2 separate regions of the Anas platyrhynchos genome follow, and region 2 is linked to region 1. A link is a contact called in public Hi-C data. All regions are on one chromosome and are shown on one strand. The core of a region is the stretch at or near the end of the contact, and the rest is flanking DNA. Distances in the headings are between cores, read along the strand shown.

What was found. A called contact is a pair of places that touch in the nucleus more often than the background predicts.
Region 2: a Hi-C map of subcutaneous adipose tissue shows a contact between it and region 1, with 2.2 times the contacts expected there. The contact joins two enhancer-like sites. A contact is called at or near these places in 2 of 8 Hi-C or Micro-C datasets (skeletal muscle and subcutaneous adipose tissue).

Annotation. Positions count from the first base shown.
Region 1 is chr25:4,029,565-4,035,841 of IASCAAS_PekinDuck_T2T, reverse strand. The region is part of intron 5 of ARHGAP32 (Rho GTPase activating protein 32); the gene reads left to right. Among named protein-coding and RNA genes, the nearest start is that of TRNAP-AGG, 90 kb to the left of the region's middle. Within about 2 kb of position 3,346, at least 2 of the 8 cell types and tissues checked have an H3K27ac peak or open chromatin away from gene starts, as enhancers often do.
Region 2 is chr25:4,197,815-4,204,091 of IASCAAS_PekinDuck_T2T, reverse strand. It overlaps LOC139999438 (a long non-coding RNA gene), which reads right to left. Exons shown (of 3, transcript XR_011804945.1): 2 at 1,360-1,484. Among named protein-coding and RNA genes, the nearest start is that of BARX2, 18 kb to the left of the region's middle. Within about 2 kb of position 3,086, at least 2 of the 8 cell types and tissues checked have an H3K27ac peak or open chromatin away from gene starts, as enhancers often do.

The sequences.
Region 1 (6,277 bases), core at 2,097-4,596:
TAGCTAGGTGTTTGTCTGCCATAATGGTGCACACGTATCTTCAAGCCTTTCTCAAAGAGAGCGAAGAAATCTGTTTGTTTAAGGAAACTTGAGTTTCTCACATAATTGCTTGAGACTTTAACATGATTATCTCAATCTTTTTTCCAACTCATTATTTTCAGAACTGAAAATGGATGACAGTAGTGTCACCTATTTCATTTTAATGACTGCATTATACCAGCTTTCTGTCTGCTGAGTAGTGCCTTTTGCTAGAATTATTGAGGCTGAAACCTTATAGATGAAGTCGTAGGCACTTCCTGAGAGCCGGTTATGTTAACCTTAGATGAAACACCTAATTTTCAGACTTCTTAGAGATTTTCCTCATTGATTTGGCTGAGATTAACAGTAAAACAATCCACTGGTTTTAGGGCATTTGTGTGTCTTGTTGGAATAATGGTACCTACAGATCTGTACCCATGTGGACCTCTATCAAGGTTTTAGCATTTCCATGTTGGTAGGAAGGATGGTAATACTGATGATAAAGATACTAACACAGCTTTCCGTATCAGAGTTAATAAAGCCTTCATGTTTACCAGATGTGGCAGAGGACAGAGACTGGCCTTGCCTCTCTCCTTTGTCCTTCCCAACATTGTCATGATGCTGTGCAAGTGCTGATGGCCACGAGAGTGACTTCATGGTTGTACTCTGGAAAACTTCTTCCAGGGGCTGAGGATAAGTTCTTCAAGTCACCTAACTGCTGTAAATGTCATTGATTGTTTTCATCAGAAATACAGTCCCTCCTACACAAGGTCTGACTGTGTCATTAACCGTGTAATTGCAGCATAATATAAAATCTTATTTAAAATGCAGTAGGAGTGTGGGAGGGAGGGCTTTTTCAGTGCCTTGTCTTAACTTACGTGTTCTCATTCTACAACTAGTATAAATGTTTCTGTTGAATTTGGGCAATATTTATTTTTCAGAGTAGGTAAGGTAAGCATGTGCAATATAGTAAACTTTTTTTTTCCCTAGTGGATGAGGTGCCTTAGACCTCATACAACTGCTTAGTTACTTGGCAGCTGTATTTTGAATTCTGTGTGCTAGTCTGAGTTGTACATTGCCTAAAGCCTGCAGATACTGTGGGACACCCCATTCTGCAAAAGACAAGGAGTTGGGGATATCAGGGAATTTGTAGAGGGTGCAGCGTGTCCCTCAGTCCCTCAGCGTACTCCTGATGACCGTGACGTGGGAAGGCGCTCGCTGGAGCAGTAGGAACCCAGGGCAGGTGTGTGAGCAACAGAAAATAAGAACCATGCACATGGTTATGTTTGCACTTGAAGAGAAGGAGAGGTGCAATAAATACAGGCGTGATTCCCCTTGGAGTTTCATGTTAAAGCCAGGTATTTTTAGTCTGACTGAAGTTTTTTATGCAACATCTGGCTAAAGGGGGAAGTTTTTGTTTTTTCTCCTAGCAAAATTTTCCTTTTTCAGAAAATCAATTAGTCCATGTATCTCTTCTGGTCATTTTCCAGCTCCCCTTTCCCAGAAAGGAGTAGTTGAGAGGAAATACTTCCATCTAGTCTATTCCACGCTTTAGCACTCGCTCAAGTTTTTGTATAGAAATGCCTGTGGTGATCTAAAACATATGGGAGTTGTGCACTGCGCCTCTGCATCCAGCTGTGGAACATGGACTTTAGTTTTCTTTGTTTAAAAAAAAAGGAGAGAGGAGGATTTAAGATATGAAAATTTTAAACATCCTTTCTCACAGATGTACACACATGCATGTGTGCACAAAAATTGTGTGTGCACCCTCACGCCCCCAAACTGAAGTGAAGCAAAGAAATGAGCAAGTAGCTAAAGGTCATGGGCTTAATTTGAAAGCTCTGGGAGTCCTGTAGTCGTAGAGTAACCTTTATGTAAAACTGGGGGCGGAGGCACAGTAAATGCCAAACGCACCGGGTTTCACACGGCCGGGTTGGTAAAGATGAGTGGTTGTTGATCTTTCCCACTTCTGGGGTCATGGGAGGAAATAGAATAAGCTTCCCTTCAGCTTTTATCGCTTCCTCCTCCAGCTAAGGGGAGATTATTTTCCTTCATTTGCTGCTCGTCTTGTCAGCAAGAGAGGTTGGTATTTAGCCAGATAATAAATAATGCTTTTCCTGGGGAAGCAGTTCTCAGATGTGGTTGTAGTTAACACTGATTTCTCCCCCTCGTAGCTTTTCTGTCTTGAGCCTAGTCCTGCAGATCTGTGCTTGGAAAGATGTGGTTTGCGTAAACGTGATGTGCAAAACTTGTTTGGTTTTGCTTACAGTCTGTTTCCCAAGCTTTTAGAGAAGTTTTGATGGTGCCTTATTACCCACTGACATGTTTGCTCATCCTTTTGAGTAAGTTTCTGATGACGAAATTTGCAGTGGAAGTATTTTTGTGCAATTGGGCTTATTTATGCATTTCTCACTGCTGCTCTGTAAATGTAAATAAGGGGTGTTACTCAGCCCAGCCCACTTCTCCATTTGGCCTGTGTATTAAAAACAAAATGCATACTCTGTTTGGATGACAGGAAGGTGAGAAATCATAGTAGAAACCTCTCTGCACTCTGAGTAAGAGAAAAATCTGTGGCAGTGAGACAGGATCAATGGCTAGATTAACAAATTGGGCTTCTCATTGCCACAGCGCTCTTCCTCCCATCAAAATGATTGCTTTTGGGGCTGCTTTTATTGTTCTTTCTCCTCTCCCAGAACTCCTGAGGAGATTGCAGGTATTTAAAGCATTTTTTCCAGTGACTGATTATTATCAGTGTGGGAAAAAAAAGTGAATATTGATTTAGTGGGGGAGAAAAAAAAAAAAGCGACTGAGCAAGAGACTAATAGCCTGCAATGACAGGACTGTATCAATTTTCAGTTCTCTCAGAGGAATAATATGCTTGTTTCCAGCAAATGGAAAAGTAGACTCTGACTAAAACTGTCACTGACCTCCCACAGCATTTAATGGATTCTGGAGCTCCGAGCAGAAGAGGCAGTCATAACTAACTCCGGGATTTTAATGCACTTTCCTTGAAAGTCAGCAGTTTTATGAAATGCCATATGCAGGAAGATAAAACGTACATGTATCTTACAGAGCTGTAAAAAAAAATTATATTCATTGGCTTACTCTTTTTTTGACCGCGGATGAAGGCGTTTCTCAATAACTTTAACAAGCCCACGTTAGAGGTTCTGCATGGTTTCTACCCTTAACATGTGTTGCCAGCATATAAAATGAGCCTGTTTAAAAACGATGGGCGAAGAGTGTGAAGCAATCCCACTCCTGGCCCCTTCCAGAGGCTTTTCCGTGCTGGCAGCCCCGGGCGCTGAGGCAGCGCTGGGTTTGGGCACAGCGACGGGCAACGGCCGAAGTAAGGGCCCCGTTCTGTCCAGCAGTAGCCAGCGAACGAAAGAAGGCTTTGTTCTGGGGTAAAGCCACTTCTCTTTGGAATAAATAAAGAAATAAGTGAGCCCCTTCAATTGAAGGGTCTCCTTGTTTTTGCCTGGCCCCGCCAAGCGGCTGGTTCCTCACACGGAGCCGTCCCCATTGTCTTGGCCCTGGAAACGCAGCGGCCGTGCCGAGCCGGCCTTCCGAAGGACGGGGCCCGTGAGCCGGGAGATGATTTTACTCATTTTTCTTAGGAACCCGAATCATTGCTGAATCCCACCATAATTTGTATTGCGGTGCCACCTAGCGTGCAGAGGGCGTTCAGGCTTCTCCTGCTCCGCAGGCCGGTGGCAGCGGTCGTCTTCTCCTCGCTTCCAGCTCCAGGCGGCTCCAAACAGCTGCAGCTGTGTGTGCAGAGAGATGCCTGGAGCAGTACTTGTGTGCCATGAGCTGCTGCTTTTCAAAAGTCTCATCTTTACAATTGTTGGGCATTTTTGGAGCGAGGTGAGGCTGAGGAGTGCGAAAGGACAGGAGAAACGGTGGTAATTTGCGCATCCACCATCCCTGGAGGTGTTTAAAAGATGTTTAGATGTAGAGCTTAGGGATATGGTTTAGTGGGGGACTGGTTAGTGTTAGGTCACAGGTTGGGCTTGGTGATCTTGGAGGTCTCTTCCAACCTAGATGATTCTGTGATTCTGTGATCCTCATCATCTGCTCATCCGTCAGCTCATTCTGTGGCCATAAGCTGATTTTGTATCATTTGTGTGTGTTTCTTTAATCACATCAGGAATTACTTTTTGTCATTTATAACATGTCCAGTGGTCGGTAGGTGTGTATATCCAGTGTGTTTTACTGTTGCACTTTCATTACTCAAGAAATGTCATTACGAATCCGTGTTTGAGTTCGAACCCCAAACCCTGCCCACCTGGAAGCTGTCTGGATCTGACTTCTCTGGTCTTTGGGCCTGTTGTTGATGTGACTTCATCCCTTGTGCTGTTGTTCTTCCTTTACATTTTGATCCCCCTAGTTGGCTCTTTTAAATTCTGCTCGTATTAAAACGTGGCTTTTCTGTCAGCAAGATGGAGCAATCCTTCCCTCTCTTGTTCCGACAAGTGTTTAACAGCAGCGATACGCTTGCAGACGCATCCTGTTCCAGCACCAGTTTTGGTATCGCTGTGTGATATCCAAAATGTTTAATTCTAAATACTGCCAGGAGGGGGTCTGTGCCTCCCCAGGTAATGAATGACTAAACCTCAGCACGGTAAAGGCTGCCAGAGAGGATTAATTTCTGAATAATCTCATTTTGGTTTCAATTAATTGTGAAATCAGACTTTAATAGGGTGTGAAATGGAAATAGAGAGAGGTAACACCAGCTGCCTTTATTTACATGTGTTAATCAGCACAGAGCCAAACAACAACAACAACAACAAAACTGGAGCGATTCGTAGTGTTTGAAATGCTTCAGTTTGGCTGTGAACTTGGAAAAATCCTCCTTTGCAGATAGGTGGAAGGTCAGTGGCATTTTTAAAAAAACATCCCAAACATGCCAGCATCCTATCCGAACCCTGAAGTTACTGTATTTCAGAAATACCAAAAGTGGCTATGGAAACCCATCATTACATTGAATTAGTTTTGCTTTGAACAGTAATGTGGAAAATATTTACTTTTCCCTTTTTGCGTATAGCCTGTGGTGTAACGAATAACACAAGAGCGGGCATGTGTGCTTTGTGTATCAAAGTGCCTATTTCCAAATGTCTGCTATTACGGTCACCAGGGTCAATTAACCAGTGACTAAAGGTGGTTTCCTTTGGAGACAGACTGGGTTTTTCTTTTTGGCTTCTAGTTCTTAAATGGTGGGCACCACAATTTTATGGGAATTTGTGTCGGAAGCAGAGCTCGGTCTGCAACCAGGGAGATTCTCAGTTAACTGTTTAGTGCAGCTTTAGGGCAGCGGGGAGAGCAAATACAGAGTTGGGTTGTGTTGTAGGTGGTAGTAGGAGAAGTCTTGGCAAAATCCATTATGTCACTTCTGGCTAATTCCCTCTGTTGTTCGATGGCAATTTGATTTGGGTTCCTGGGAAACTTAGCGGTTTTGATGGTGTTGCTTGGGGACTGGTTTTGTTGGAATGAGGAAGGCAATTTCTGCAGGAAAGAGCAGAGGCAGGTTCAAGGAAACTTTTTCATTATTCATCTGGAGAGGAAGAAGCAGCCTCCTTAGCTTCAGTTCATGAGATTTACCCCATCTTTCCTTTACAGTTTTCCTCACTCATAACCCACAACCTGTCAGAAGGAGCAGAAGATGGGACAAGGAGAGTTCTGGTCTCTGGAGAGTCCTAGGTGTAGGGCTGTGTGCATACGCGTGCATGCACATGCCTCGGTACCCCAGGACATCCACGTGGGAGTTGCTGTGCAGAGATGGGTGTAGACCTAGTGCATAGTTGGGTTCCTTTTAGCATCAGCACTCTCAGTGAAAAACACAGATTTACTGCACAATGGCACGTGAAATCATGCTGTTGTTTCTTACAAAACAGTATATTTCAGCATCTGAGATACAGTTGGGCTTGTAACCTACATACTCGTCTTGCACAGTTGAGAACTGCATGTTGTTTGTAAGGATGTGAGCAGTGATCTCATTTAACGAAGTCAGTTTAGAGAATAGTTGAACTTTTAGCTGGATAAAATAGGCTTTGTCAGTTGAGGGGAAAAAAGAACATTTTGGTTATTTACTGGTGTTTCTTTTTCCTGCTATCTGGTACTTGCAAACAAGGAGCTTAGATGGTTTTAAAAGGGAAACAGTTTATACCGGCCTTGTGTTATACTAGAAGCATCCTTTTCAGCTCCTTGTACTTATGAATGATATATGCTACTAGTTAGGGAAATACAAGCAAATGAGCAG
Region 2 (6,277 bases), core at 1,837-4,336, 170 kb before region 1:
ATCATCAAAATATCTAAGTGCTGCCACAGGATCTAATTACTAATCTTCAGGAAGAAACACTGGCTTTGCTGCAAAGTTGGAATAACCCCCTTTAAATCTTTATGAAACAAAGGGGCAGAAGGCATACGTGTACAAAACATAAAACTGTCTTTCTTGTGCCTAAGTCTGTGAGCACAATGCATGATGCAATATAAAACTATTGTTCTATCAGAAACTATGGTGTTATTTTACACTGCACGAGACCATGAGTCATTAAAATTGTGTTGTAACACTTCCAAGAAATCGTTTATGTTGGCCTGTGTTATTCATCACTTTCTTTATTGGTTGGCTTTTCTTTGACCATATTACCACAGAATTTGGGTGCCCTACAAGTACTTGTGCATTTGCTCTCACAGCATTCACAACTCACACAACTCTCTTTACATGTGGGGAATTAGAGGCAAAGATGAGGAATGAGATTTGTCCAGGGAAATAAAAATGATTTTCAGGGCAACAATCCAAATGCAACCAGATGTCTTGTGTCATAGTCCTTCCCTGCAGGGTCTCCATGCAGCTAAATAGGGCTTTTTTCCTTGTCTCCTGACAAGCCAAGGACAGGTTCACCAGCTGGACCAAATGAAATTGTAGCCAATGTCTGCGTCCTTCTGCTCAAAGAAGTTATTAAAACTCAGAAGGTGCAATAGGCTCACAGTAGTGCCGTGTTAGATACAGGCTTTGATGCCTGCCATATACAATAGGGGAACAGAAGGCTAGGAAATGAGCCTGGGATGAGTGTTCCATGCTTGTTATAGAAAATATCTTGCCTAATTTTAGTTCTCTTTTTTCTTCTGTCCCTGTTGAAGTCACTACCAGCCTTCTATTCAGCTCCTGCATATCAGGAATATCCTGCATATCCATATTCCTGGATAGAAGAATCAGCAGACATGAGCTCATGAATCACACCCAGATGTGTCCCAGAAAGAAAACCTAGAAGTCTTCACTCTAACTCAGTCCATGCACAGTTTTCAGCTTTAAGTCAAAGTACAATTTTCCCCAAACCATTGTAAAATTGTGGTTGGGCACAGTCTGATTTACAATTTATGTGGTCCAAGTCAGTTTGTCACAGTATAAAAACCAAACTGTCATAGCTACCTTTATCATAACAGCTACTGCATTGTCAAGTTGCACCAGTATGTTTCCAAACAAATGTACACAGACAGGGCTACCCAGTCTTGTCTTAAAAAATTGCTGTCCACTTTCTTCTATGGACAAAAGCATAACCCAAGCATTCTGAAGCCCAGCCCAACCTTCTCTTCTCGTTGTTCAGGTCACCCTCCCTACCAAGCAACAGCAATACATTCGTGGAGTTAAAGTACGCACCATAAAGTCATCCAGGTGGTTCAACCCAGGCGTCCTTGAACTGCTCTGGTTACTCTGGTGAAACAGCATCTTCAGACAAGCATCCGCAGAGCCTTCATTTGACGGCATCATGAAACAGTGTGCCACTACAAAATAAAAGTTTAATGTCTAATTTTAATGCATTCAGCTTTAGCTTCTAAGTGCTGATTAAGACTGCTTGGCATTTGATTTCTAATGCTACACTTTTATTAATTACTATTAATATAACGACCATTTGAATTTATCATTGTTATTTATTTTATTTATCATTTAAATCTGTTGTTTTAGTAATTATTTTGCTTTTTAGGCATTTAGTGCTCTGTGCATTTATGAGAGTGTTTATTTAAAAAGTTTTAATATTGCAAACTCTTACAGCGAGCAGGATTACTCATCTCTCACGAAGTACACCCATCTCTGCGTGTACTCAGATGCCTCTGTCCCTCGGGCTGCGCACACCAGCGCTCGTACCGGAGGGACCACGGCGGAGCCAAGCGGCACTTTGGGTAAAGAAATTCAAACTTCGGCTGGGAAATGCCAGCTCCACACCCACCCTCGCCCTGCCTTTCCAAGGGACGGCCACCAGATGGCAATGCTCCAGAGCAGAGCCTCAGCGCCAGCACACGAGCACAACCCTCCCTGCTGCAGGATGAGTCAAGAGCATCACCTCGAGCCAAGGAAAAGTCAGAAAATAAAAGAGCAAAACGTCCTTGAGTTTCGCTGAAGAATTCGAGCTGAAAATCTGTACCAGGATGGGCAAAACCATCACTATGTGGCCTCTTCCACCCCTCATTTGCCTGATTTTTCCACCCTACAGTTATTATTATTGTAGCTATCTTTGTTTTGGAATGCAATAGTTACTTCTCATGGCTGGCACCCAGCTGGGATGAGCACCCCTTGTGTTGGATGCTGAATCACCATGCAATAAAAACTGTCAGTTTCACTACAGTTTAACAATCTAGCATTATTCTGTTTCTCTGGGGACACCCTCACCCCTTATCACACCTTTCCTACCCAAACAGCTCCTATGGAGAAGTCAGAAGGTGGGCACATACCTTGGCAAAACTGCCTGCCTGTTTCATGCAAGGTGGTTTGGACAGAAGGGGGAAGGAACTTGAAAAAATAAAGCATTTCTCCTGCTAGTCTTCTTCCTTACCATTTTCTCCCTTAATTACAACACTACATTTGTTACTTTAAAAACACTAAGATATAAACTGTTTTCAGACTGTTTATATCACGAAGGACAACAGAAGACCTTTAATAACTTTGGGACTGACTGCATGAAGTATCATTTAAAAAAAAAAAAATTAATATATATATATATATGCAAAGATGAGCAAATCAGTCTCTTAAAATGCAGCCCTGGAAGGCAGATTGACAGGTGCTGTTATTCTAAAGATAGGGAAACTGGGAGAAGACACTGGAGTCAGTACCAGGAAGTCTTTCTCACTCCCAAGTTTGAGGTTCCCAGAGCTGAACCCCTCTGCCTAACACAGTGCTAACACAGTGCAAACACAGGACAACAAGCCCACCATCTCCATTTGAGGTCACCTTCCTGTTCTCCAGTATAGGTGGAGTCCTACTGCTGTAGCTCACTGCCCCGCTTCTGCAGAGTTGCCACCTGCACCACGCAAGGGGCTGAGCTCAGCTATAAAACATTCAGCAGGAGCCGAGGAGAGCTGGAGGCTGAGTGCCAAACAGGCAAGGAACAGCAGAGGGAGGTATCAGGCCAGACATGAGAATAACCAAGAGAAAGTCCCTGCCCTGTGCCGTTACACACAATATCACGAAGTCCCTTTGGGTCTGCATGTCTCCAGCTCCCCTCTTTCACTGTGGGACACAGCGGGCCCTGAAAGTAATTGTGCACAAGGAAGGAAAGGGTTTTAAAGGCAACACACAGAGACAATCTTTTGTGCCCTGGTCAACTGCACAGCAGTGAGCATCTGAGAGCTCTAGGAAGGACACAGTTACTGGAAGGACATGTACAAGGCTTTGCCCTTTGAGTGCACTTTTGCACACTTCTGACTCCATGCCCACCACACGAGTCTAAAGGAGATAGACAGTGGTGGCACATGCATCACTGGAAGAGGACGTTGCCCTGCCCTCCCACTACACGGATGCTTTCAACAACCAGAGGTTCTGAAGAACACATCTGGAATCACTTACAGCAGCATCTGGAAACTGTCATGAGCTGCAATGAGACACAGTTGCTTAATTATTCTGGGTCTGCATCCTTTGCCACTGTGAAGCTGTCAGTGGCCATTCAGCCTCCTTGGCACAGATCCCAGCACAGCACCCCTGCATGCTACTCATCACATGTAACACTTGTCAAGGCATAGGGAGCATCAGCTTTATCTTCAACACTCTCCTGATCATGTCCAGCACACACAAAGGACTGCAGAAAGTTCACTGTTACGGCAGGAGGAATTAAATAAAAACAAAAAAGCTTTTATTACTCGGAGAGCACAGAATGATGGCCCTAGAATACTCCCAGTTTATCTCCCCACCAGACACGACTGAAGATTTCATTCCACAGCATCAATCCATTCTTTCATGAGAAGTCCATCAAGAAATATGCTTGCAGCAGCTTTATGGTTGAGATGACAAAAGGAGTATGACAGTCCAGAGCATCCAGGACAGATTTCTACTTCACCATTTTATTCCTGGGACATCATGCCATCTTACAAGTATAGACTAGATAGACTTCCATGGAAGACGATCATTTTTGTTTCCCTATTTCTTTACCAGCATTGTTGCTTGCTCCTGGAAGTGAAGGAGTTAAACAGACTGTGCTATGCATTTTACTCATAGCACAAAGGGAGACAGGCTAAGGATTCTTGCTCATTATCCCAGTGCTGAACTTCAAGGCTGAACTTCCTCTGGAATCGTTTGCATCTTCCCTTTCCGCCTCCAGCAATGCCTCTGAGGTCAGTGTCTTGACCCAGGATGGATGGGATTATAGCAGAGGGAGGCTGATGCCTGTGCTCAGTCAACTGTTTCAGAGTGGGATGGTGCTCCCTGTGCTAACAGGAAGCAGAGAAACGTGAGAAAAAAAAAATGGAATAAAAGGAGCAGAAACCAAACAGGAATGTTGAGAAGCTCTGGGGAGAGAAGAAAACGTGAAAGTACATGGGATACAAGGAGACAGGGTTCACTGATGCAACAGTAGCTCGAGGGAAGCAAATGAGACATACAGAAAATGCAAAGGAATGATAGAGAAATCATAAAACCAGGACCAAATTCCAAAGGATACATCTAAGAGTTCAGCCCATGCTGCAATAAACAGCCAGATGGCTGTGTCTCCCAGAGAGACGTTGCTGGGAAAGGAAATGGAGAGGGAAAGGGGGAGAGCAGGGTCACTAACATACGACTCTTCCATTCCCAGTGAAAGAGGAAAAGGAAATGTAGATTACGAGAGGTCTTCATGGCCTCAGCACTGGCTGAGCCAGCACAGGCACAGGAGGCAGAAGAAGCCAAAGAATGTCTTTGAACCTCCTGTGCTCACATATTTTCCTTGCCCTCTTCCCTTCACTTTCTCTTCCACCATTTCAGCCCCCTCTTTTCTCACTCACACCACCCCTCTCTCCAGTTCTGACAGTCTTTCTTTCCTTTTTCAGAGGCCCAGAACAAGGACTGGTTTATAGCACTCTAAGCCATGTGTCACAGTGACACATCCTCTCTTCTCTCTCCTTTAGGTGCCCCAGACCAATGTCCCTCACAGGTCACAGTCAAACAAATGGGAAGAAGCAAGGCAAGCCTTTACTCTTAAAGAAATGCTGTCCAGCAGCCACAGAGGGCTACAGGACCTTCCCCAGATTCATCTTCCCCATGGAAAGGGAATAAATCATACACTCTACCTACAGTCATACAGGTTGGACTTGCCATACCAGGAGACACGACTAAGGGAAATATGGTGACTTTAGGATTGCATTAATTGGCCCCAAATCAGGACATTTTCTTGTTGTTCTTGACATGCGCAGCCCTTGTTACATGATCGTGAATAAGTCATCTGCCATCTGCCTTTCCTGTGTCTCAGTTTCCTCAGATGTGAAACAGGTAAGAATGCTGATGTAGCAATGTATAAACCCCCAAGATTTTGTGTGGAAAACATGAAAGCAGTTAAAAGAAACACTACTGGGTGAATAAGCTTAAAAGTGTCTTCTTTAACTGAGATGTTAGAAGCTCCGGTCCTTCAGGCAGCTGTGAAAGTCAGAATAACGCTGAATTCCAAAGCAGGAGGAGAGGTTTTGGTGTTTTGTTTTTTTTTTTGTTTTGGTTTGTTTTTTAAAGGGCTCATCTTTTGCTTTCATCTGTACCTGTTACATGCTGAACACAGGCTCTCTTATCCTATTTACTTAGGATGTGTCAAAGACAAGTTTACACCAAAGGCAGGTGAGACTAGAGTCCTCCTTTTAGATGGCCATTCACAGACAGCCCTGACCCTGCAGGGGAAAGGCAAAATCAGAACTACCTGGTGCTTCAGCCAGCTGGGAAAAAATAAACCACCTTCACCATATTGTTCTGTTTTGGTTTGATAAGCTCCTTTTCATGGAAGAGTATTTGATGACCTGTACAGAAGCCCAATCCTCAATTAAAATTAAATGACTATGGGAACTGGGAGATCTGTGCTGTGGAGAAGGAAAGCGTTGGTCTAAAAGGCACGAGAAGTGTGGACATTAAATGAACATTAAGTTCAATCTTTTGATTTTTTCTGCAGTTGGCAGGATTTTTCTGTGGAGTAGATTAGCAGAGCTCCTTTCTGTTCCATGACACAGCGGATGGCCCCGTCTGCAGTGGGGACTGGGGCTGGCACTGTACAGCCCCAGGGAGCAGGGAGGTGATGGGCTACTCTGCAGTTACCTGCAAGCAAAGGGGAAAAAAAAACACCTCTCTGACAGAGGGA